7 separate regions of the Mus musculus genome follow, and all the other regions are linked to region 1. The links are chromatin contacts, called in public HiChIP or PLAC-seq and promoter capture Hi-C maps. All regions are on one chromosome and are shown on one strand. Each heading gives the region's core, a stretch centred on a gene start, on an enhancer-like site or on the middle of the called end of the contact. The rest is flanking DNA. Distances are from core to core; before and after follow the strand shown.

The links. Promoter capture Hi-C pulls out the DNA fragments that hold promoters and counts their contacts. HiChIP or PLAC-seq counts read pairs in DNA pulled down with a chosen protein or histone mark. Capture Hi-C pulls out chosen DNA fragments and counts their contacts.
Region 2: a contact with region 1 is called in a promoter capture Hi-C map of pancreatic islet. The contact joins the promoter of Mfge8 here to the promoter of Ntrk3 in region 1. A contact is called at or near these places in 1 of 39 promoter capture datasets (frontonasal cranial neural crest) and 1 of 9 other capture datasets (pancreatic islet).
Region 3: an H3K4me3 HiChIP or PLAC-seq map of neural tube shows a contact between it and region 1, with 6 times the contacts expected there. The contact joins the enhancer-like site here to the promoter of Ntrk3 in region 1. A contact is called at or near these places in 8 of 39 promoter capture datasets (the 3T3-L1 cell line, cranial neural crest, embryonic stem cells and 4 more), 4 of 115 datasets of contacts at active chromatin or transcription factors (embryonic forebrain, embryonic hindbrain, forebrain and 1 more) and 1 of 9 other capture datasets (pancreatic islet).
Region 4: a promoter capture Hi-C map of hippocampal neurons shows a contact between it and region 1, with 6 times the contacts expected there. The contact joins the enhancer-like site here to the promoter of Ntrk3 in region 1. A contact is called at or near these places in 6 of 39 promoter capture datasets (cranial neural crest, frontonasal cranial neural crest, hippocampal neurons and 3 more), 4 of 115 datasets of contacts at active chromatin or transcription factors (embryonic basal ganglia, embryonic forebrain, embryonic hindbrain and 1 more) and 3 of 9 other capture datasets (adipose tissue, embryonic stem cells and pancreatic islet).
Region 5: a contact with region 1 is called in an H3K27ac HiChIP or PLAC-seq map of embryonic stem cells, with 4 times the contacts expected there. The contact joins the enhancer-like site here to the promoter of Ntrk3 in region 1. A contact is called at or near these places in 6 of 39 promoter capture datasets (3T3-L1-derived adipocytes, cranial neural crest, maxillary cranial neural crest and 3 more), 2 of 484 Hi-C or Micro-C datasets (nephron progenitors and stem cell-derived neural progenitor cells), 6 of 115 datasets of contacts at active chromatin or transcription factors (embryonic forebrain, embryonic hindbrain, embryonic stem cells and 1 more) and 2 of 9 other capture datasets (adipose tissue and pancreatic islet).
Region 6: a contact with region 1 is called in a promoter capture Hi-C map of embryonic stem cells. The contact joins the promoter of Mir9-3hg here to the promoter of Ntrk3 in region 1. A contact is called at or near these places in 1 of 39 promoter capture datasets (embryonic stem cells) and 2 of 484 Hi-C or Micro-C datasets (both in embryonic stem cells).
Region 7: a contact with region 1 is called in an H3K4me3 HiChIP or PLAC-seq map of neural tube, with 6 times the contacts expected there. The contact joins the enhancer-like site here to the promoter of Ntrk3 in region 1. A contact is called at or near these places in 6 of 39 promoter capture datasets (the 3T3-L1 cell line, cranial neural crest, embryonic stem cells and 2 more), 7 of 115 datasets of contacts at active chromatin or transcription factors (VIP interneurons, embryonic basal ganglia, embryonic forebrain and 4 more) and 2 of 9 other capture datasets (embryonic stem cells and pancreatic islet).

Annotation. Positions count from the first base shown.
Region 1 is chr7:78,576,440-78,579,180 of GRCm38.p6, reverse strand. It overlaps Ntrk3 (neurotrophic tyrosine kinase, receptor, type 3), which reads left to right and starts at 1,343. Exons shown (of 17, transcript NM_008746.5): 1 at 1,343-1,645. The coding sequence starts at 1,398.
Region 2 is chr7:79,147,738-79,150,724 of GRCm38.p6, reverse strand. It overlaps Mfge8 (milk fat globule-EGF factor 8 protein), which reads left to right and starts at 1,665. Exons shown (of 9, transcript NM_001045489.1): 1 at 1,665-1,830. The coding sequence starts at 1,758.
Region 3 is chr7:77,631,949-77,634,952 of GRCm38.p6, reverse strand. No RefSeq gene overlaps it. Among named protein-coding and RNA genes, the nearest start is that of Gm39038, 940 kb to the left of the region's middle. Within about 2 kb of position 1,437, at least 10 of the 459 cell types and tissues checked have an H3K27ac peak or open chromatin away from gene starts, as enhancers often do. A contact at or near this core is called in neural tube, where this site is marked.
Region 4 is chr7:77,770,447-77,773,203 of GRCm38.p6, reverse strand. No RefSeq gene overlaps it. Among named protein-coding and RNA genes, the nearest start is that of Gm39038, 800 kb to the left of the region's middle. Within about 2 kb of position 1,258, at least 47 of the 459 cell types and tissues checked have an H3K27ac peak or open chromatin away from gene starts, as enhancers often do. A contact at or near this core is called in embryonic basal ganglia, hippocampal neurons and second pharyngeal arch cranial neural crest, where this site is marked.
Region 5 is chr7:77,738,125-77,740,850 of GRCm38.p6, reverse strand. No RefSeq gene overlaps it. Among named protein-coding and RNA genes, the nearest start is that of Gm39038, 830 kb to the left of the region's middle. Within about 2 kb of position 1,275, at least 5 of the 459 cell types and tissues checked have an H3K27ac peak or open chromatin away from gene starts, as enhancers often do. A contact at or near this core is called in embryonic stem cells, where this site is marked.
Region 6 is chr7:79,498,441-79,501,449 of GRCm38.p6, reverse strand. It overlaps Mir9-3hg (Mir9-3 host gene), which reads right to left and starts at 1,424. Exons shown (of 3, transcript NR_040314.1): 1 at 1,200-1,424.
Region 7 is chr7:77,856,857-77,859,967 of GRCm38.p6, reverse strand. No RefSeq gene overlaps it. Among named protein-coding and RNA genes, the nearest start is that of Gm39038, 720 kb to the left of the region's middle. Within about 2 kb of position 1,762, at least 3 of the 459 cell types and tissues checked have an H3K27ac peak or open chromatin away from gene starts, as enhancers often do. A contact at or near this core is called in neural tube, where this site is marked.

The DNA of each region.
Region 1 (2,741 bases), core at 94-2,593:
CCTGGGCCACCTCGGTTCTCCAGCGCAGTCCTGCAGGCGCTCCTTCCCTCTTTCTCTCCTTCTCTGGTCCCTGTTTGTCCAAGGCGGAACCCATAACGCACCGCCAAGAAGGAGCAATAGGCTCAGGGGCACTCAGTGTGCCATGCCACGCAGTCCCCTCCCAAGCTGAGCCCAGCTCCCGGGACTCTTGATTACCCAAATGAGTGTCATTCAGATCTAGGTCTGCACGTCTGCGGCCGGCGTCCCTGGCTGCCTCGCTCGGGTTCCTGTGCGCTCCTGATTCCCGTCACTGTCCGTGAGCCCGAGACCCTCACTCAGGCTGGGGAGCATCCCGGGTCACCTGGGCCACGCTCATTTCGCTTCCTCCTGCGGAGGAGATTGCAGCAAAACCGGGCAGCACGAGGGCCAAAAAGTGGAAGGGAGAACGCCTTTCGTGTTGCTCAGTCAGCTTGCCAACTCTCCCTCCCCAACGCCGACCCTCGGAATCCCAACTGCAACTTTTCCTTTCCGTCTCGTTTTCCCCTCGGCTGCAGCGAGCGGGCGCGGGCGTGGAGCGGGCGGGCAGCGGCGCGGCTGCGGGTGGCGGTACCGGCGAGAGCCGAGAGCCGGCGAGTGGGTGGGTGGGTGGGGAAGCAGGAGGGAGAGGACGGGCGGGGAGAGAGAGGGGTGTGGGGAGGGGAGGGAGGGGGAGATTCCGCTCTCCTGCCTCTCCCAGCCCGGGCGGGGGGCGGGGGGGGGGGAGGAGGCCGCGAGGAGGGAGGGGAGGAGGGAGGGAGGGAACCGAGGAAGACGCTCCGATAACCCGTGCGTTTCGTAAGGCTCGGAGCACTTGTACATTTCTGCAGGCGCGTAGCGAGCCATTCGCCGCGACTGCTGCAGCTCTGACTGCATCTTCCTTCTCCTCCTTCCTCCAGCTCCGCGCGTGTGTATGTGAGTGTGTGCGAGTGTGTTTTGCAGGTGTGTCCGTTTTAATTCTGCCTAGGAGGTGGGACTTGGTGACTTTAGCACCATCTTTTTTTCTTTTTTTATTATTATTTTTGCCTTCCCACCGTCTGTTGTTACAACCCTGCAAAGTCTCGGAGTCGGAGAGCGCGCCTCGTTTCCAGAGCTTCTGGACCCCGCAAGCCGGCGAGCGCCGAGCCGGCCACCATGCCCGGCAGACCGCGCCACTAGGCGCTCCCCGCGGCTCCCACCCGGTGGCGGCGGCGGCCGCGATGGTTTCCGACGCTGAAGGATTTTGCATCTGATCGTTCGGCGTTTCAAAGGCAGAGGCCCCCCTCCCCCTTCCCCCCTCCCTCGCTGTCTTTGTTTCCTTCCCCCCCTGCTCTCCCCACTCCCCCCACCCCACCCCCCTCTCCTCTCCTCCTCCTCCTCTTTTTTAGAAGCAGCGATCGGAGATGGATGTCTCTCTTTGCCCAGCCAAGTGTAGTTTCTGGCGGATTTTCTTGCTGGGAAGCGTCTGGCTGGACTATGTGGGCTCCGTGCTGGCTTGCCCTGCAAATTGTGTCTGCAGCAAGACTGAGATCAATTGCCGGCGGCCGGACGATGGGAACCTCTTCCCTCTCCTGGAAGGGCAGGATTCAGGGAACAGCAATGGGAACGCCAGCATCAACATTACGGACATCTCAAGGAATATCACTTCCATGTAAGTCAGGCGGCCGCTACCCAGCCCGCCCCCCACCCCCGCCCCAGCTTCGCGTCTCCGTCTTGCCCGCCCGCGGCCCGGGAACTGGCCCTGCGCTCCCCAGCTCGCCTCTGTTCGCAGCCCGCCGGGTGCGCATCAGGCTCGCCCTGGCTCGGGAGATGCTGTAGGGCTGCGTGTTTCAGGTGACTCCAGCCCTAGCCAGGCGTGATTTGATGATGCTGGTGGGTACCTCTCCCTGGAGAGGACCCTTCCGGGCGGAGTGCACCCGGGCCCAGCTCCTGTCCCCGCCCCCACCCTCTGCCTGCTCGTTTCGAGGGTGCGAATTGGGTTCTATGCCCCCCACTAAATAGCAACAGTTTGGCCACGCTCAAGTGGAATAAAGTAGAGGCGTCTCGTTTCCCTGACAGGCGGTGGCAGATAGCGGCGGCAGAGGCAAAGCTTAGCCTAGCCTTGGAGGGAAGGTGACAGATAGGGACTGCTTGAGAACCAATCGGGATTTTTTAAAAAAAAAACTGTTTCCCTTTGGAGAGAGCAAAACATGCCAATAAGTAAACAAGTTGGAAGCTGGCTTCTCCCGAGGAGACTTCGGACGTGTTCTGGCCGTCATGGACGCCTACCTCTTTGCTTTTCCTCCCCCCCACCTCCCGCCGCCTTCTCCAACCCCATTTTGGGCATTTCCGAGACATCCCCCCCTTTCCCACCCTCATCTGCATCTGGGCGCCTACAGACCCTTTCCTGGCTTGGGCTTCCATAACTGCCCAGGGTAATTCTGAGTCAGGTTGCTGGAGGCAGGAGAGAGAGGACGACCTGGGTTTTGGGAAGGAAATTTCTTTCACAATTCTGCGGTTCCTTCCCCCCACCCCCTTTCTCTCAAAAATTGAACTCTGCGTGGCGTTTGGCTGGTTTGCCCCGGCTGAGTGGGACCCTGTGTAGTGGCCTGCTCTTTTCTTGTTGTGTTTCTTTGGTAGGGATGGGGCCAGAGGCCTGTGAAGGAGTGAAAGGAAGAGTCAGGGCCAGGAGCCTGCATAGCCTTTCTTTCATTCTTCATTCTTCAGCCAGGTGACCACCACCCCTCTGACCTCTCTGCCCCAGGAAG
Region 2 (2,987 bases), core at 416-2,915, 570 kb before region 1:
GGCTGTTTCTTATACTTGTCACCAAGATCTTATAGCTCACAAATCCTAAAACTTTGTATAGTCACCACCACCACCACCACCACCACCACCACCACCACCACCACCACCACCACCATCATCACCATCATCTTGCAGTTATCATTTTGAGGCTTTGGGTCTTACATAGCTGAAGCTCAGTTTCCAACTCCTTGTCTAGCTGAGGACAACCTTGAATTCCTGGTCCAACTTCCCCACTTCCCACGTGTTGAGATTACAGGCCAGAAGCTTTTAAACAACTTTATCATATTATCATTATTACCATCATTATCATTAGTGTGTATGTGTGTGGTCACACATGTGACACTGGGTGGGTGCGTGGGTCAGAGGTCAGCTTTGTGGACTTGGGCTCTCTGCTTCTGTCTGCCTTCCTGATCGATTTGTGGGGATTGAGTTGAGGTAGCCGCACTCGCTCAGCAAATGCTTTACCCACTGAGCCATTTCTTTAGCCAGATCTATCTATCTTTCTATCTTTCTTTCTTTCTTTCTTTCTTTCTTTCTTTCTTTCTTTCTTTCTTTCTTTCTTTCTTTCCTTCTTTCCTTCTCTCTCTCTCTCTCTCTCTCTCTCTCTCTCTCTCTTTTTGTGATAGAATCTCATTCTGGTGGTTAGGGTAGCTGAAGATTCACCATGTTGTTCAAGCTAGCCTTGGACTTCCTTTAATAATCCAGTGTGCTGGCATTATAGGCTTGAACCACCACAGTGGCCAAAATCCTAAAATATTTCTAATTTGGGACTTTTACACAAGTTTGCCAATTCCTTTTTTTTTTTTTTTTTTTTTTGGCCTTTTCATGGTTTCTAAAGACGTTATGTCATCCTGTAGTGTCATTTTGCACAGATGTCTATCTAATGGAATGGTTGTGCATCTCTAAGCATTACTGCTAGGTCTTAAGGCGTTGATATGTGACATTTTGAAAGACATTACCAAATAAAGAAGCTGAGCTGGCGTATACTCTGTCCAAGGTCCGCGTGCCTCAGCCTGTTTGCCCCACAGCCTCTGCTGTTAACAGCCTGACACTTGCCGATCTGATAAAGGAGGAAACACTGTACTCATTGTAGCCTGAATTTGCTGTTCTCTGATTACAGATAAGAATTAGCATTTAAACTCTAAACAGTTATTTTTAATTAACTAAACAACAAATAATCAATAAACTCACACATTTAGGAAACAGGGTCCCATTCTATAGCCCAGACTAGTCTGGAACTCAATATGGATGGAGCCCACTCTGGGGATCCGATCTGGAACTGTCTGATCCTCCTGATTCAGCTTCCTAACAGTTGGGAGTACAAGCGTGAGCCACCACCACTCCTGGATTATTTTATTTTATTTATCTTTGCTGGGTTGGGGATCGAATCTAGGGTCTCCAGCATGCTTAGGAAAGCACTCCATTATCCAGCCACTTGTTAAAATTCCTCCTGAGCAATTTCCCCCTGTCCAGTCTATTCAGGAAGCCGGGGCCTGGCCTCAGGCTGAGGACTGGCAGCGGCATCAGGGCGTGGCTCGCCGGGAGGCTGAGGCACTGGACCCCCCACTTCAGCCCTCCCTCTTCCCACTGTGGTCTCGGAGCTCCGCCCAGAGTCCGCCCGGGGCTGTACGGGGCGGAGCCCTTGGGCCAGTGGGCGGAGCTGAGGCGCCTGATTTATTCCGGAGTGAGAGGAGCGGACGCAGGAACTCTCGAGTCCCAGCATCAGAGCGCGTGGACCTTTTCCCGCGTCCCGCAGCATGCAGGTCTCCCGTGTGCTGGCCGCGCTGTGCGGCATGCTACTCTGCGCCTCTGGCCTCTTCGCCGCGTCTGGTGAGTCCCTCTGGCCTCGCCCCTGTTCTGCCCGCCGCTCGGAAGTTCTCAGCGACGCCCTCCCTCTACTCCTACTGTTGACAAACTTGAGCAGAGCCTGGAGGGGGACGCTCAGGGGTAGGAGAGGCGAACGTGCCTCTGTGCTCTCTGCCCTGGGGCCTTGGGGCTGTGATAAGTAGCTTTTGCACTGAGTGGTGACCCTGGACACCCGGTGACAGCCTGGCCTCCCCCCCCCCCCGGCCCCCTCAGGGATGTGACTTACACATAACAAAGGAATCCGCTGCGTCGTGCCTCTTTCTTTTTTACCGCGTCTGTAAAGTGAGGCCACCGAACTGTGTCTGCTTTCCAATCCAAACAATTTGGGAGAGTCTAGGACTCTTGTGCGGGTACAACTCAAGCTAACGTTACCTGAAACTCTGTCCTGAACCCGCCTGGTTAGAGAATCCAATGAACTTTTGTGTCCCACTTGTTGGTGTTTGATCAGATAAGGGAAGGAATGACAGAGGGGTCAGTGCGAGAGACTGGCTTGTAGGTGGGGCTGGTCTGGAACTTAGAAAAGGGCTTCCTGCCCCCGGCTGACCTTGGCCAGCTGCTTTATCTCCCCTAACCCTTCTCCTCCTCCTCCTCCTCCTCCTCCTCCTCCTCCTCTGCTCTGAGGTCCCCAGTAGACGTCTGGGCTTCTTGCGGGATGCTGCTGGAGAGAGTTCATCATGAAAAAGCAGTGCCCACGTGGGGCAGCCCCTAAATCCTTTCTCATAGAAACGGGACTGGCGGCGGGACTGGAGTGATCACAGGCAGGAGAGATCACAGCTGTGTTCTGTCGCCCAGCACAGGATCTGACCTCGGGGTTGGAGCTGAAGGCATTGGGTGCCCCAAGCTTCCACGACCTGGAAACTCCTGGTCTGTCCACTCAGCTGGAAAGATGCTTGGGTCTCCTCTGACCCTTTCCACCCCTCCTCTTTGCCCCCCCCCCCCCAACCTGCACCCTGGCCAAATGTTCCTGGAGACACTTCCCAGAGAAGGACCCTGAAATCCCATAGGATTTTTAGAGGAGCTGGCCTCTCCTGGTCTCATATGCAGGTGGCCAGCCTCAGTCCCAACGCCACTGCTTCTGGCCACCTTCCACTTTCTGATTTCCTCTCTGAACCCTTGGTTTG
Region 3 (3,004 bases), core at 188-2,687, 940 kb after region 1:
CAGAGAAGGGACTAGACAGACTTACCTAATATTTTAGCTCTACTAATTATATGTAAGGAATTGTTATATGAACACCAATGGAATTTAACATGGGAAGAATCTGGGAGACATTAAGAGTAAGAGGAGAAAGGGTATCAAAATTTAATTAGGTAGGAAGTGGGAAAGAGCAGGGTGCAGAGAATTATGACTGCTGGATGGCTGTGGCTGCTGGTAATGGTGGTCTCTGTATCCATAGATGATGGGGGAAAGAAAGTCATATGGCAAAAATATCAGGGTAAGAAATGCTGATAATATTGACAATTTCATCTTATATGTAGGGAATAATCAGTGAGTAAGAGCAATGCTGGGAAAAAAATAGGAGCTGCCTAGGAAAGGAGTCAGGAAATGACCGAACAGGTTACTCTTGACATAATTTCATGTCAAGGGATTCAGAGTCGGAGGCTCTGATTTAGCTGGAAAAGGCAAAAATAGAGATGTAGATAACATCAAGGACTGTGCTCCTCTAGCAAACAGATATAGAAATTTAGGATGCTATGGAGAAACACACACACACACACACACACACACACACACACACACACACACACACACTACTCTGATTGGGCTCTAAGGAAAATCATTCTCAGAGTAGACTGAGTCTAGTTTATATAGGATTTAAGGGGAAATAGTGGGAGAAAAGTTCAAGATTGCAGGAGTTATTTTTATCCTTTCTATGACAAAATACCAGAGAAATAAGCAACCTATGGAGAGAAGGGATTTTTAAGGTTCATACTTTGAAGAGAAAGGCTTGGCAGAAAGAGCTTGAGGGAGTTAGTGACACTGCATCTGCAGTGTGAAGGAAGACAGCAATTAGGGCTGGTGTTCAGCCCACTTCCTCCTTGATGCTTAATCTTAGACCCCAGCACAAGAAATGGTGCTATTCACATGCCCACATTTATAGTGAGATTTACCAGCACTATTGACCATATCTAGAAAAATTCCTTAAAGGTATGCCCAGGTATTTGTTTCATACTAGATGATTCTAGGTCCTGTTCAGTTGATAATATCAACAATGACAGAAGGTATAAGAGACATAATTGCCAGTGTACTTGAAATTACAGCAAGTAAAGGGGGAAGGTTATGGATGCTTCGGAGTACTGAAAATTGAGACCAAAAAGGACTCTATTGTAGCACTGGACCAAAGGGATGAGTAAGGTCTGCAATCTGAGTGTTTCCTTTAATACAAAAAGGAATAGGGAACTAGTGGATTATAGGCAGGCGATAGTGAAAATCAGATTGTCCTGGGCTTACAGCTGCATGTCATGTCCTCATGGATTTCTGTGGATGGGAACCAGGATCAAACAAATTAGGCAAGGAGTCGATGTCCACCTGCATAAGTATGGCTCAAAGGTAGCAGTGGTGGCTTTACTGTGTGTGCAGGACTCCCTTTGAAACTTTGAGCACCAACTGAAGAGTTTTGAAGAACTTGGTTACAGCTTCCTGCACACAGAACCTTCTTAGCACTTGTCAATGGAGTGTGAATAAATTCTTGGGAAGCTTCATTGACTAATGAAGTTGGGTGCCCATTGATTGACCTTTCTGCTGGTGGGTTTTAATGCTGAAAGTTTTCATGCTGTGGTTAAATATACTTCACAGCTGGCTGTTTTGCACTGGGAATCCTTTATGGAGGAGAAGCGCCACTGGCAATCCATCAGAAGCATGATTTTGTTGTACCAGGCATGTGTTTAAACAGACCCCTAGGGCAGTGGCCATAAGAAAACAAAGACTTCTCTTGCCACTGAATGCCAGGCTTCAGACTTTCACATGTAGTCCAGGCCTAGAACTCCTTTGGTCTCTAAGCACTCTGATTCCTGGGGATATGGCAATGTCATTCATTGTTTCTTGGCTGTCCTTGTAGGCTCACTGTCACTTCTTTCTGAGGGTAGCAAATAGCTGACTCTGAGGGAGTCTAGTGCCCTGTGTTTACTGCTCATGCTAATTTGGCTCTGCTGTCAAAGTGTCTGCAGTTTCTGCTGCTCTGCAGGCTGGAAATACACAGCTAGATGCCTGGGAGATGACAAGCAGAAACATTAGACAGGCCATGCAATGAAGCTGTAAATGGGAGGAGAGTAGATGGGGAACACTGACAAGTGGCAGAGAGAGAAAAGTGACAGAGAATGAATTCCCTAGGGGACAATTAGTGAAATATGCCCCAGTGAAACAGCAGCCCCGAGTTCCAAAGACAATTCTCAATTAAGTCCTCAGATGGTTGGCTGCACAGAGTTGATGAATTGGTTTATTCCTCATCACTATCTACAGAGTATCTTCAAACACCCCCATCCCCATCTGTTTCATTAACAAATTAACTTAAATCCACAATGCTAGCAAAGAAACAGAGTGGCTGCTCTATGACAAGCGATCAAAATCCATTCTTGGAACCATCCTCATGGAAGGCTATGCAGGGACTAGAGCTGAAGAATCAAAGGGGTTTTAAGGAGGACTTTTGCTTTGAGGTTTCATTTCATTTCACTGCAGAAAATAAAAGTGCAAGAAGAAGATTAGAGAAAAATAAATAAACAGATTGCATTATCATCCTTTGTCATCCTGCAAAGGCTTTAAGGAGATTCTGGCCATATGATATCTTTGACCTGGTAAGTGAAGATTTACAAAGATATTTTAACAGAATATACTCTGGCCAATTTCTCCTTATCTTTATGCAAGAATGAGTAGAGGGAGAGATCAGAAGTCACAAGCGCCAGCTATGTTGTAGTCTAAGGCTTAAAGGTTAAAGGCTTTGGATAAGAGCCAAATAGGCATGTATAGTATCTTTGTTTCTGTCTTAATCCTTCTCATCAATAAGGAAGAATTGATGGTTTTGTTTGGTGCTGCTAAGAAATGGCGTGAAAAATGAAACATGAATTCATGGCTTGGCAAGACGAAAGTTCTAGGCAAGCAGTGGAGTTAGGTGAGAGTTAGTAAAAAAAAAAAAAACAATGGGGAAGGAGAAACTAGAGACAGAGACAAC
Region 4 (2,757 bases), core at 9-2,508, 810 kb after region 1:
GACCTTAGCTGACCTTCCATACAGCACTACAACTATAATTTCAATCTTCATGTTAGCAAACCATAACAGATAACATATATGAATACCCATTGTTCTGTAAACAGAATCAACGTGTAGTTTAGTGTGAGTTACAGGTCTAGTAGGAAGACAGAGTTCGGTCAAATTAAGAGGTTTTATTGAAAACATTCCTTTCATAGGTTAGGACTCAGTAACCAAAGGCATAGTGGGAGGGCACCTAAGGATGTAGTATGGGTACTTGAAAAGCTAAAATCTAGCTATGGAGAGAATCCGAATTTTCTACGACCACCTACATTTGAAAACAATAGAGCAGATACAGCCGCCATCCTCTCTCCCCCTGCCTGTCCTCTTAGTCTCTCATCTTCCTGATCTTCCTCACTGGCCAAATCTGCTTCATCCTCAAACCCATGTGCTTCTTCTCATTCCAAATATTGCTAACTCAAGTACAGAGATGAATTTGAGAGAACCACAAAAGTTAGGGAAGAACTATCAGGTGGTAGCCAGAGGCATAGCATACAGCAAAACTTGCTGAGCACATCATAGAGAAGGGTGTGTATTAGTAACTTATTGTTGCTCTTATAAAATACCATCTCCAAAGGCAATTTATAGAAGGAAGAGATTATTTAGAATTCTGAATCTAGATAGATAATGCAGGAGAAACGTGGCAGAGTGGTCAGAGCAGGAAGTTCAGAGATTATATCTGAAAGCAGAGGAAGCCAGTGAGGGACGATGGAAGCTGAGTGAAGCTGTAAACTGACCAAGGCCACTCCAAGTGACATACCTGATTTAGTAACTAGAATGCCTATCACTTCCCCGAGGAGTACTAACAACTAGCATTGAAGTACTTAAACACATGAGCCTATGGGGGTGGGGGGCAAGGCATTCTCATTCCAACAACCATGTATGATAGGGCTTGGCTGAGGTCAGAAACCTGTCTAGAAGAGGATATGAGCTGGGGGTTGGGGGGGGGGCGCAGGCGGTGGAGACGCGAGGTGAGGAGGCTTTTTCACAGATATCGATAACATTCATCACATTGCCACACATTGTGTGTCTTTTTCGAATTCTGGAGGCAATGGCAGATGTTTTCAAAAGAAAGAAAAAAAAAACAGGGAGAGTGATGCAAAAAGAAAGAGTCTCTTTAATCTGTGTTTTTGACCCACTCATGTCAGGCAAAGAAGAGAAACAGAGCAGCTCAGTTCCTGTTGGTAAGTTGCCATGGAGATGGCTCCCACGTGATCTCCCGTCATGACTCACCACTGCAGGAACCTCCAAACTTAATTATTTATTAATAGGCTTTTACCAGGGCAGCCTCCAGAGGTGGAACATCTTGTTTCCATGGCAGGGACAGCGGTGAGAAACGGAGGGGCACAGAAGTATGCAATTACAAAGAATTAATTAGAACCTCTGTAAATGCACTGATGAACATGCTTTAGGATAAACTGTGCTGGGATCTGAGGGCACTTAGGTGTCTGGGGATAAAAGAGAATGAACAGCAGGTCTCCAGTAATCAGTTTTCCTGTGGCACCTGAAGAGCCTCCTATATGATTCTGTCTGTGAACTAGTTTTGCGGAATGGACCACTAAGCTGTGAATTCTAGGGATAAGAACTACCTAATTCTAATAAAACTAAATGCAAACCCACAGATAGACAATACGTAATGTTTCAGTGTTTGTTCAGTTTGTCAAGCACAGCATGATCAGATGGCTTTGAAAAACCAGTTCATAGTGAAGTGCTTAGACTTCATATGATTTTGAGGATACCACAACAGAGGCACATACTGGTGGACAATGTGGTTCTTTGAGTACCTAATCACCAGTGCAATGCCATGTGAGTTTTTTTCCTTCGTGTTCAAATCATAGGAATGGATATGCACCAGTAAAAACAGTGCTATATTTTTAATATAAACTTAAAAGTTGAAATGCCTCCTACATGCTCATATCCTGGTTGCTTTCTCCTCCGCTGATGGGGCTAATTTGAACAATCGTGCTGAAGTCTTTAAGTGTGAGGACATCGCTGGTAAGCATTAGGTATGTAGAGATGAGCCTCTGCAGGTTACAGCCTGGCTCTCTACTTCTTGATAGTCAGTAACATGAGGAGTCTCTACCAGACATTCTCACCTCCTCAGAACCTCATGCATTCCTCAGTGGGATGGGCTGACACTCTTGGAAAGTATGAGCTAGCATAAGCTTTTCTCCCTTGGTTTCTCTCTGGTATTCTGATCATGGTGATGCAAAAGTAATCAATACAAATAGCAAAGAGGTTTATGACATTGTTAACTTATTGGTTCATCCGGTTTTTCATCCCATCAAATACAGGACTATTTAGGCGCACCTTCGTACCTATGTCACGATGCACATATATAAATGATACCAATTTGACTATCTCACAGTGATTGACCCAAGGATGTTTCAATCTAGTGAGAGATATGACACATGTATATGGGTCATTATGTTTATAGCATACGGTTGTTAATTTTAAGAGCTGAATATATGAAAGGCTGTAAAAATAGATTAAATAAGTCACAACTATGTTGCAGACAGGGTAGAAACACTTTTTGCCAAAGATTAAATTAGTTGTCTCTACTCTTTCTTCTGTTATCACTGTCCCTCTGTCCCTAGAGAGACATGAAGAAATGTCTATTTACTTCAGATAGGGAACCAACAAGAGACTAGTGAAATGATCCCATTTATGTGTACCTTAGTGAATCAGTGAATGTAATAGGGTTGTTTACAAAAGAGT
Region 5 (2,726 bases), core at 26-2,525, 840 kb after region 1:
CATCCTTTATAGTGTTAAGGTTTGGATAATAAGATGCTTCCAAGAGACCCTGTTTACCAGCTCCTTTAGCATAGACCTGCTATGTGGCATGCACATCTTGTTCATCTACTGATTTTGTCTCATGGTATTTACTTTACTTTAAGGCCCTGGCATTTTTCGATATAGCTCAGTCCTGGGTTTACTAGTGAGCTTAGACAGTGTAGCACTTGATGGGCAGGGATTTGTTGGAAACAAAAAGGAGACCATGAATTTCCAACTTCCAGATAATTTTTACATTAATGTATCTGGTGAAAGTTTGCATCTTATAAAGAAAACAAACTTGAATATCAAATTCTCAAGTTTTCTACTCCCTAATTTTTCTTTTTGCTTGTGAAAGGACAGCATTTTCCCATTTGTCTCTATTTAAGGGACCCTGGTTTTCTCCATTAAAGACCAGGCCTGATTTTGAACAAACCTGTGGAAATATACATGAGGCATCAGCTCTAGGAACAGACAAACCCTAAGTCCCAGAAACTAGGCCATAAGGCACCAGTTCCAGGGACAGACCATACAATCCAGAATAAGCTCATAAAACGCCTCCTCAAAACAGCCTGGTGATACTCACAAAAGTGGGGAAATACCTTATTTCAGAATGGGCCAAATGTGGTGGACTGCCCTATGTCATCACATGATTGAACGTTCATGACATGGGAATGCAGACTACTGAGCACCTGCGACTCCCTAGCACCCACCAAAATTTTTTAAATTACCCAATCCTTCTAGAGAGGTCCTCAGTTCCCTATAAGAAGGCCTGTGTGCCTTTAATTGAGGTGGCTATTTCAATGAATGGTTGACCGCCTCCCCATGCTCTTTGTTTTAGCATACTATCTGAATCTGGAGTCTTCCTTCAGTGATTTTCAGACCCTTACACATCTCTTAACACACACAAAAAAAATGTTGAAAGGTGATAATTTGTGCTACCTCTTATTATGTAATCCACTGGATACATGTACATGAGTGCATGTGTGTGTTTGCATGTGTGTGTGTGTGTGTGTGTGTGTGTGTGTGTGTGTGTGTGTGTGTGAGTGTGTGTGCATGCATTGGTGCCTGTGTTTGTTTGCTTGAGGATTTTTGATCCTCACTTTATAACAGGTCCAGCATGGCCTTGGTAGAGACAGAATGACAAGGTTCCTGCCCCTGGGACAAAGCCAGTGGTCATGGGCTTCCAAGAATGTAGATGGCTGCCATGGCCATAAGACTTGTTTAATAATGTACATGTTTTACATTACTCCTTTAAGGAATGTCCTCCCTGTTAACATCAATGACTCCATGACAATCCGACAGCATGAGTCCAAGAGGCAGAGGTATGGCTAATGCTTTAGCAAAATGGTAAATGCTGGTACCTTCAGGATAGCCCTTAAACCTGTGGAAGAACTCTAAAAACATGCGTCCAAAATATATGTGATTTCTCAATTATATAAAATATAAGAATGCAATATGAATTATGAAGGGCTTCATGAATCTAAAGGAACAGAGGTAGCTACACTTTGAACCAGTTTGTCAGAAAGATACAAAGGCAGGCAGATTCCTGAGTTCAAGGTCAGCCTTGGACACAGAGAGTCTAGGCCCAGGTGTGATAGAAATGCTAATTTCAGGACAGGGTCCCCACCCAGCTAGCTTATCATCTGTCCTTAACAGAGGCAGGCAGACGTCTGCATTCTTTTGCAATGTTAAAAGAAAATGTATGCTTGCAGTTTCCAAAGTCTTAAGGGGCTGGGGGTCACCAGATGGTGACTTATGCTGACTTTTGAAAATCAAAAGGAAACCTGGAGTAAATGACTGGATTGATGTGCAAAATAAAGGACCGGGCTTAGGATCTGCAGCAGAGGAACTATCCAGAGAATTCTTCAGAATAGCAAGAAAGAACTGCTTGAAGAACTGTCTCAAGCAGAACATAGACAGAGAGCTGTCTGGAGATCTCCAGAGAAAGTAGATCAGAGAGAAAGAAAGCAGAAGACAGAGAAAACAGGCTGGAAGGCTGTCTCCAGCAGAGCATAGGCTGCCAGCTTGGACCCACAATTTGAAGTCAAGTCCTTTGTTTTCACCACTCCTAGACACCTCTTCTCTCAGATCCCCTTTCCAAGCTGAGGCTGAACATTGTCAATTTTAGGTGTGACAGGGCTCTTTGTAAGGCCAGCTTTATGCCCATTTGTAATGGCAAGTGTCAGGTCTAGTTTCATGTCCAAAAGTGAGTTGGAAATTCATTGACATCAGGGGACCTGACTTTCCAGGATCTCAGCATCTCAACTGTTTCCTGTAGGCTTCTATCTCTAACTAAATATTCCAGGCTTACCTTAAGTACTGGTCTACTTCTCTGAGCACCACATGTTCATCTCTCTCTCCCTTTCTCTCTCTCTCTCTCTCTCTCTCTCTCTCTCTCTCTCTCTCTCTCTCTCTCTCCCTCCCTCTCTCTCTCTGTATGTATACATGTATGAATGTATGTATGTATGTATGTATGTATGTATGTATGCATGCAATAACCTAGCCAATTGCTTACAGTTTAAACTAGGAAGACAATTTCTTCTTAACCATATCAAATATATATATATCCCTTGTGTCTTAAATAGTATCACTTTTAAATATTAATCTTTCACTTTAAAATCCATAAAAATAATTGACATTATGGAAACAGTAATTATAGCTTGTTCCTAAAATTCTCCAAAGACTAGAATTAAGAAGCAGATCGT
Region 6 (3,009 bases), core at 175-2,674, 920 kb before region 1:
ATTGGACAGTATCTTCCTTTCTGTCTTTTAACCTGCCCACTTCCTCAACAGCTGAGGTGAAGGCAGGCAGCAGGGTGTGGGCTTTTCTAAACAGGGACCTCAAAATACCTTCCTCAAAATGCCAAGCCTTTCCCGTGACCAGCCAGTATTGCTCCTGGAGGCTCCTGAGGTGCACCCCTATGTCTGTGCCTACTTAACCTACCTCTGACCTCCCTTGACTGAAAGCCAGACCCTCAAACTCCAGACCCCCTTAAGAACCTATCACACACCCCCAATATGAAGAAGATTCAAAGAGGGTCTCTCTCCCCTTGAAGCCCAGCATCTGGCCTCTCTGCCACAATGGCTCAGAGATTGTATTTTTTTGGATGTCTTTGCTGCTCCAGAGATTTGGCCTGGAGCCTCTCCTTGCTAGAGCCAGCTGCCTCCTTCCTGTGACACCCTACCACCCAAGCTTCTCCCAGAGATGACCCTAAACAGCCTCAAGCTCCATCCATGGTTCCCTTGTTCTTCTCAGCTCAAAGCTAGACTGGAGGGAGTGTCAGAGACGCCCACAGACAGCTCCAAAAGGCCTGCCCCAAAGCATGGAGTGGAGTACTGAAAGGAGGGCTCTCCCAACTTCCTATTTAAAAGGGGAAAAAGACGTCACAAATCTTGCTTAGAGTGGGTGCTATGTGTTTCATTTTTCTCAAAAAAATTTTTTTCCAGGAAGCCACTTTGTAGGTTATTTGTGTGTTGGTGTGTGTGTGTGTGGGGGGGGAGCGGTGAGGGATAAGAAGGCAGAAGAAAGTCACGGGTAGGACTTAGGGAGGGGACTCCCTGAAACCTCTTTCAGAAACATTCTTTCCCTCAAACCTCTCTCTCTCTACCTCCCCACAACTTCCATCGGACCTCTCACCCTGTCCCTTTCTGAACACCGCAGGCGCGTCTCATCTCGCTATCCCAAGACCCTTGACCTTGGTCTTGAAGATTTGCGGGAGATGCCTGAGCTCTGACCCACAATTAGAGCTTAACCCCCAACCCCCCTGTAGTCAAGAAAAGCCCTGAGCCCTTGAGATGTTCAAGAGGGACCCACAGAGATACCCCAGGCCCCTGAACCAGTCCAGCCGGCTCCCTGACACTGTCTTAGTGGAGACTACCAACCTGACGCCCTAGCCCCTCTCTTCTAGCCCGGCCGAGACGCAGAAGGCAGTGACACTTACGGACCCGGGAGGGGGCCGGGGCCCCACGAGGCGACGGCGGGGGTGGGGCGGTTGTGGTGATGGTGGTTCGGCCGCCCGGGATCAGGCGAGTCTCCAGGCTCAGGCCCAGCTCCGGCCGCCCTCCAAGCGCCGCTGACCGCACGGTCGCGTGGCCGAGAGCTGCTGGAGGCAGGCGCGGCGGCGGTGGCGCGGGGGTTCCTGGCGGCGCGCCGCTTCTCCCGGCTCTGAGCGGCTCAGCGCCGCCTTCTCGGGCGGGCACGGCCCGCAGTGACGTCAGCGCGGCTCCCCCCCGCCCCCCCTGGCTTCACTCGGACCAGTGCGGAACCGAGAGGCGGAGGCAGGAGACGAGGGGCGCCCTGCCCTGCGACCCGGCCCAGCCTGCCCGCGCCCAGCTTGCATCCGAACAGCCCTCCCCGCAAACGCCCCGCTCCACTGGGTTCACCCAGAGCCACCAACCACCTGGGAAGTGGTGACAAGCAGAGGGCTGGAAGCCTCACAGGCAGCTCCAAGCCCAGGGATCCAGGATGCTCGGGGAAGAATGGAGAGCCTAGGATTTGAGGGACGTCTGCGCTCTGGATGCAATGGGGGCATTTGATCTTTTCACACACACAAGTGTTGGCTGAGGGAACCCACGAGGGATTGGCTGGTTTGGTGGTCGCAATGAGGGCTCGGAAGGGATTCTTTAGCTCGCAGGAACGTGTTTCGTTGACAGTCTGGGTTGCGTTCCAACCTGGATCACGCTCCTCCGAGACCCAGAGTGTCCCCTACCTCGCCTCATCCAGGGCGGTGCACCTGCAAACTCTTTGGGCCGCAAACCGGCCCCCGAGCCGCTGTCCAAATGCTGAATCCGGCCTCCCCGGGTCAGGCTCCAGAGCCCGGCTGCATCGCGCTCGGCATTGTCCACAGGGCGGGTACAGGGTTCTGGGACTCAGAGTCAGAGCCCCTGAAAATTCTAGTGCTCCAAGATGATATTAGGAAGCTACGAGGAAGGGGGCGAAAGGTCAAGAGGAGGCGGGAACAGAGAGGGCAGGCAGACCCGAGTGCCTGACCTGCGGAACCACCTCTTCCTCTTGCGTCCCTGTGGTTCGCTCAGGGTCCCTTCTGCCAGTGTGCTTCTCTCGCCACCACAGCAGGGGAGGTCCCTCCGGCCGAACTTGTCAGCGTGTCTCATCATTCATCCTGAGCCAGACAGACAGGCCAAGTTCATGAGCAACGCAGTTAACCCCTTGCAAACTGATCGCCTCCCAAAGGAGGGAGTTGAGCCGTTTGAATGGGGCATGCTCTCCCGGATTCCTAGAACACCACCTCCCGGAAGCTGTGCCTGCCACCGCTCCTTTCTTCTTCCTGGTCTTGCTCTGATTATTTCCCCTGCTACTTTATTTTATTTATTTATTTATTTATTTATTTATTTATTTATTTATTTATTTATTTATTTTTACTGTGTTGGTCTCCACGATCTTCCTAGATGCCTCCTCTTAAAATTAGTTTGAGATCAGTATAGTTGGTTTTCTAGACGTCTTCTCTTCCCGGGTTGTGCTGGTGTTCATGGTGGAAAATTTAGTCCAGAAAAACATAAGATAACATATTAACTGGCCTTAATCTCTACTCTTGGAGGCCTGATCTTAAAAGGGAAAAAGTGTGTGTGTGTGTGTGTGTGTGTTTTGTGTTTTGGGGGGAGATTCTTATTAGAAGAATCCAGATTGCTGACTGTGCAGAACAAGGCAAGAAGAGAAAGAGGGGAAAGAAAAGCGGAAAAGCAGGAGACAGGATGAAGGTGATGAGTCAGACTTCCAGAACTGGATGGAGACAG
Region 7 (3,111 bases), core at 513-3,012, 720 kb after region 1:
TCCTAGGATCTCAATCTATGGGATGGTGCCACTTGAGTTTCTGTGGGTTTTCCCTCTTCAGTTAAACAATTCTAGAAACAAGTTCACTGAAGCACAGATGTATTGATTGTAAACTCAGTCAAGTTGGCAGTGACGATTAGCCATCACAATTAATAACAAGCTGCCAGCAAAAGCCATGCCTGTGTGCTTCAAGCATTTTTTTTTAAATGAGAGTTGACAACCTGGATTTTCTTTCTCAGCTAGTAGTTTGACTTTGGGGTCCTATATATATTTTCTGTATGATCCACTCTACTGCAAAAATTTACTTCAAATCTCTTAAGCCAGTTCTGGAATAATGGACTCTCATCTCCCAGAAAGCACTGGCCTTTTTATGAAAATTAATCCATTTTTTCAAACCTGCATGCACAATCAATCAATCAGTTCCACAGAATAATTGGAAATTGGGTTATACCTAAAACAAGGTATATGGTTCCTTGTATGTGAGGATCCTACATCATCACTTTGATGGTTACTTCAGCTAAACTCAAATCCTTGTCTTTACAGTTTTTTACCTGTTGGTTTTGGCATAACCTGTCTGAGTTCACATTCATTCTTTAAGAATTTAAAGGCACTATTTATGTTTGCCAGGACTTCAGGGTGATGAGTAGCAAAACCAGTCTATGTCTTACCAGCACTGATGTTTTCAGCAGAAGCAAAATTAAACTACTGGGCAGTCCTTCTGTAGTCCTTCAGAGAATAGTCCTTCTAGAAACCCTGCAGAGAAAAAGGTAGAAAGAGCCGGAAGACAGAGGAGATGGAGAACTCCAGGATAACAAGGCCCTCTAAAACAACTGAGCAAATCTCATATGAACTCGCAGAGAGGGAAACAGCAAACACAGGGCCCACAAACATCTGCCCTGGATCTTCTGCATATATCCTATAGCTTCCAGTACCTTCAAGGGATGCCTGGATGTGTGGGTCTCTGACTTTTCTTCTTTCTCTTGCAGCTCTTATTTTTCTGTTGGTTCATCGTGTCTAACTTTGGTATGACAGTTTTTGCTTTATCTTATTATATTTTACTTTGTTATGTTTTGTTGTTATCTCTGAGAAGCCTGTTCTTTTCTAATGAGAGGCAGGAACACAATGGATCCATACGGAAGAACAGGAGAGGAACTGGGAGGAGGAGAGGGAGAGAAAACTATATTCAGATTCTAATGTATGAGAAAAGGATCTGTGTTTAATAAAAGGGGTGGGCTACTGAATACTTACTCCTTGTTGACTTAAGTATGTCCTTTTTCTGAACCTTGACCCACATCCCTCTGTATACATCATTCTTGCCCCTTCCTGCAGCGACGTCTTCCAGCTTTCCTTGGTTTCCTGCTGTTCACTGAGCCAGTCACTGCAGTTTACAGACACTCCACATCTGGATGATGTGTGATCCTAAAGAAGTACAACTTGCCTTTCAGGTGCAGGAGGGGTTGGGAAGGGAAACACGCTTTATTTTTATTTTTCATAGCTAAGAGCTTGAAGTGAGCCTGCCATGAAGCCCATTTTAACCCCGCAGAGTGAGTGAATCAGGCTGTGCCCAGGCTTTGCAGAGCCATTAGGTGCTTCTGTGGCTTCCAGCCTGTGTTTAGTGTGTTGAGTAAGCAACCAGAGTCCACGGAACAAAGCTCACTCCAGTGACCTATCAGAGATGCTTTTATTTCTTCTACTCTGAGCTAGTACCAGATATTCACCGACGTGTACTTAAAAATAAATAAGAGCCATATAATTACCTCCTAGATAAGACAGAGTGATACTGTGCAGACCACATTCACTTCATGACACGGTGCTGGCTGCTGGCCTCTCTGTACATTGTTTTTACCAATGGTCAAACACTCTGCCTTAATCAGGAGAGATTCCAATTTCTCCTAACGGTCTATTCCCAGAGATGCAGATTCACTGAGCTTGTTCAGAGCACAGAAATCCCCATAGCTCCTGAGCTCCTGCATATATTTCTGGCTGCTGGGCAGCAGACAATTCCTCTAATATTGATTCAGAGGGTACTAGACATGAAGCCAGGCAAGAAAAAGCAACAGGTCGGCGGGGATGAACACGTCTTTCTATTCCATGACGATCATTTGCTAAGGAGGAGGCTGCATTTAAGAGTTTTCCATTCTAAGGGGTCACCATAAATAATGCTGACACTTCACATCTCGTTTTTGTTGTTAGAGAGAACAACAGAATTCATGAGAGTTTAAGACAAAATACTTCACTCTGCACTACACACTGAAATCCATTGGGAAACTGGCTAGCAGATGAAGCTCGAGTTTCCTCTCAGAAACATAGTTGACAATGATAACCTTAGTGTTTCTGATGCTGGTAACATTGCTTTTATGCAGGGTATGGTCTATGCAGTGTCCATATCTTCCTTTAGGAAAATATTCCTGTAGTATTCTACGCAAAACATTGTTCTATTCTGCCAATACTATTTAGCAAAAGCTGCATGATAAAAGTAATAGGCCTTAGTCTTCTGAGACATATAACCATATCTGAATCAAGTTGCTCTCAGCTCTTACACACATGCTTTATGTCTAAATGAAGCCTTGATATTGTGACCTTGACTTTGGACATTTTAGTCTTTCCACTAATGTGTGTGTGTGTGTGTGTGTGTGTGTGTGTGTGTGTATGTGTGTGAGATAATACAGGCATATGACTGAGCCTCCCAACCCCAGGTCTTCTTAACATCAGAGTTAGCTGTGTTCCTTCTGGCTTTATTACCTCAAGACTGTGCACTCACTAACCCCCTCCATGTATCTGATGGGAAGAATACTAGAATGGGTAAAGGCAAATTCGTAGAAATAATACACTTGTTGTATTGGCATCTTGAGGACTAAAGGAAACAAAAGCATCTCTATATACCTGAGGCCAATCAGGAGCACAAAGGGTGATGTCTCTCCCATGGTAAAAAGAGAGAGAATAGGAAGACCCAAGCAGCTAGCTTGTCGACAGTCACTGACTTAGAAAAGAAAACCATGCTATCCCCTGTTCCTGCTCTCTTCTGCTTATATCTTATGATCATGATGGAGACTTTGAGAAAGCGTGCCTGAAAACTGATTCCGTAGCTTTCCTCTTAAAGTTACAAGCTTT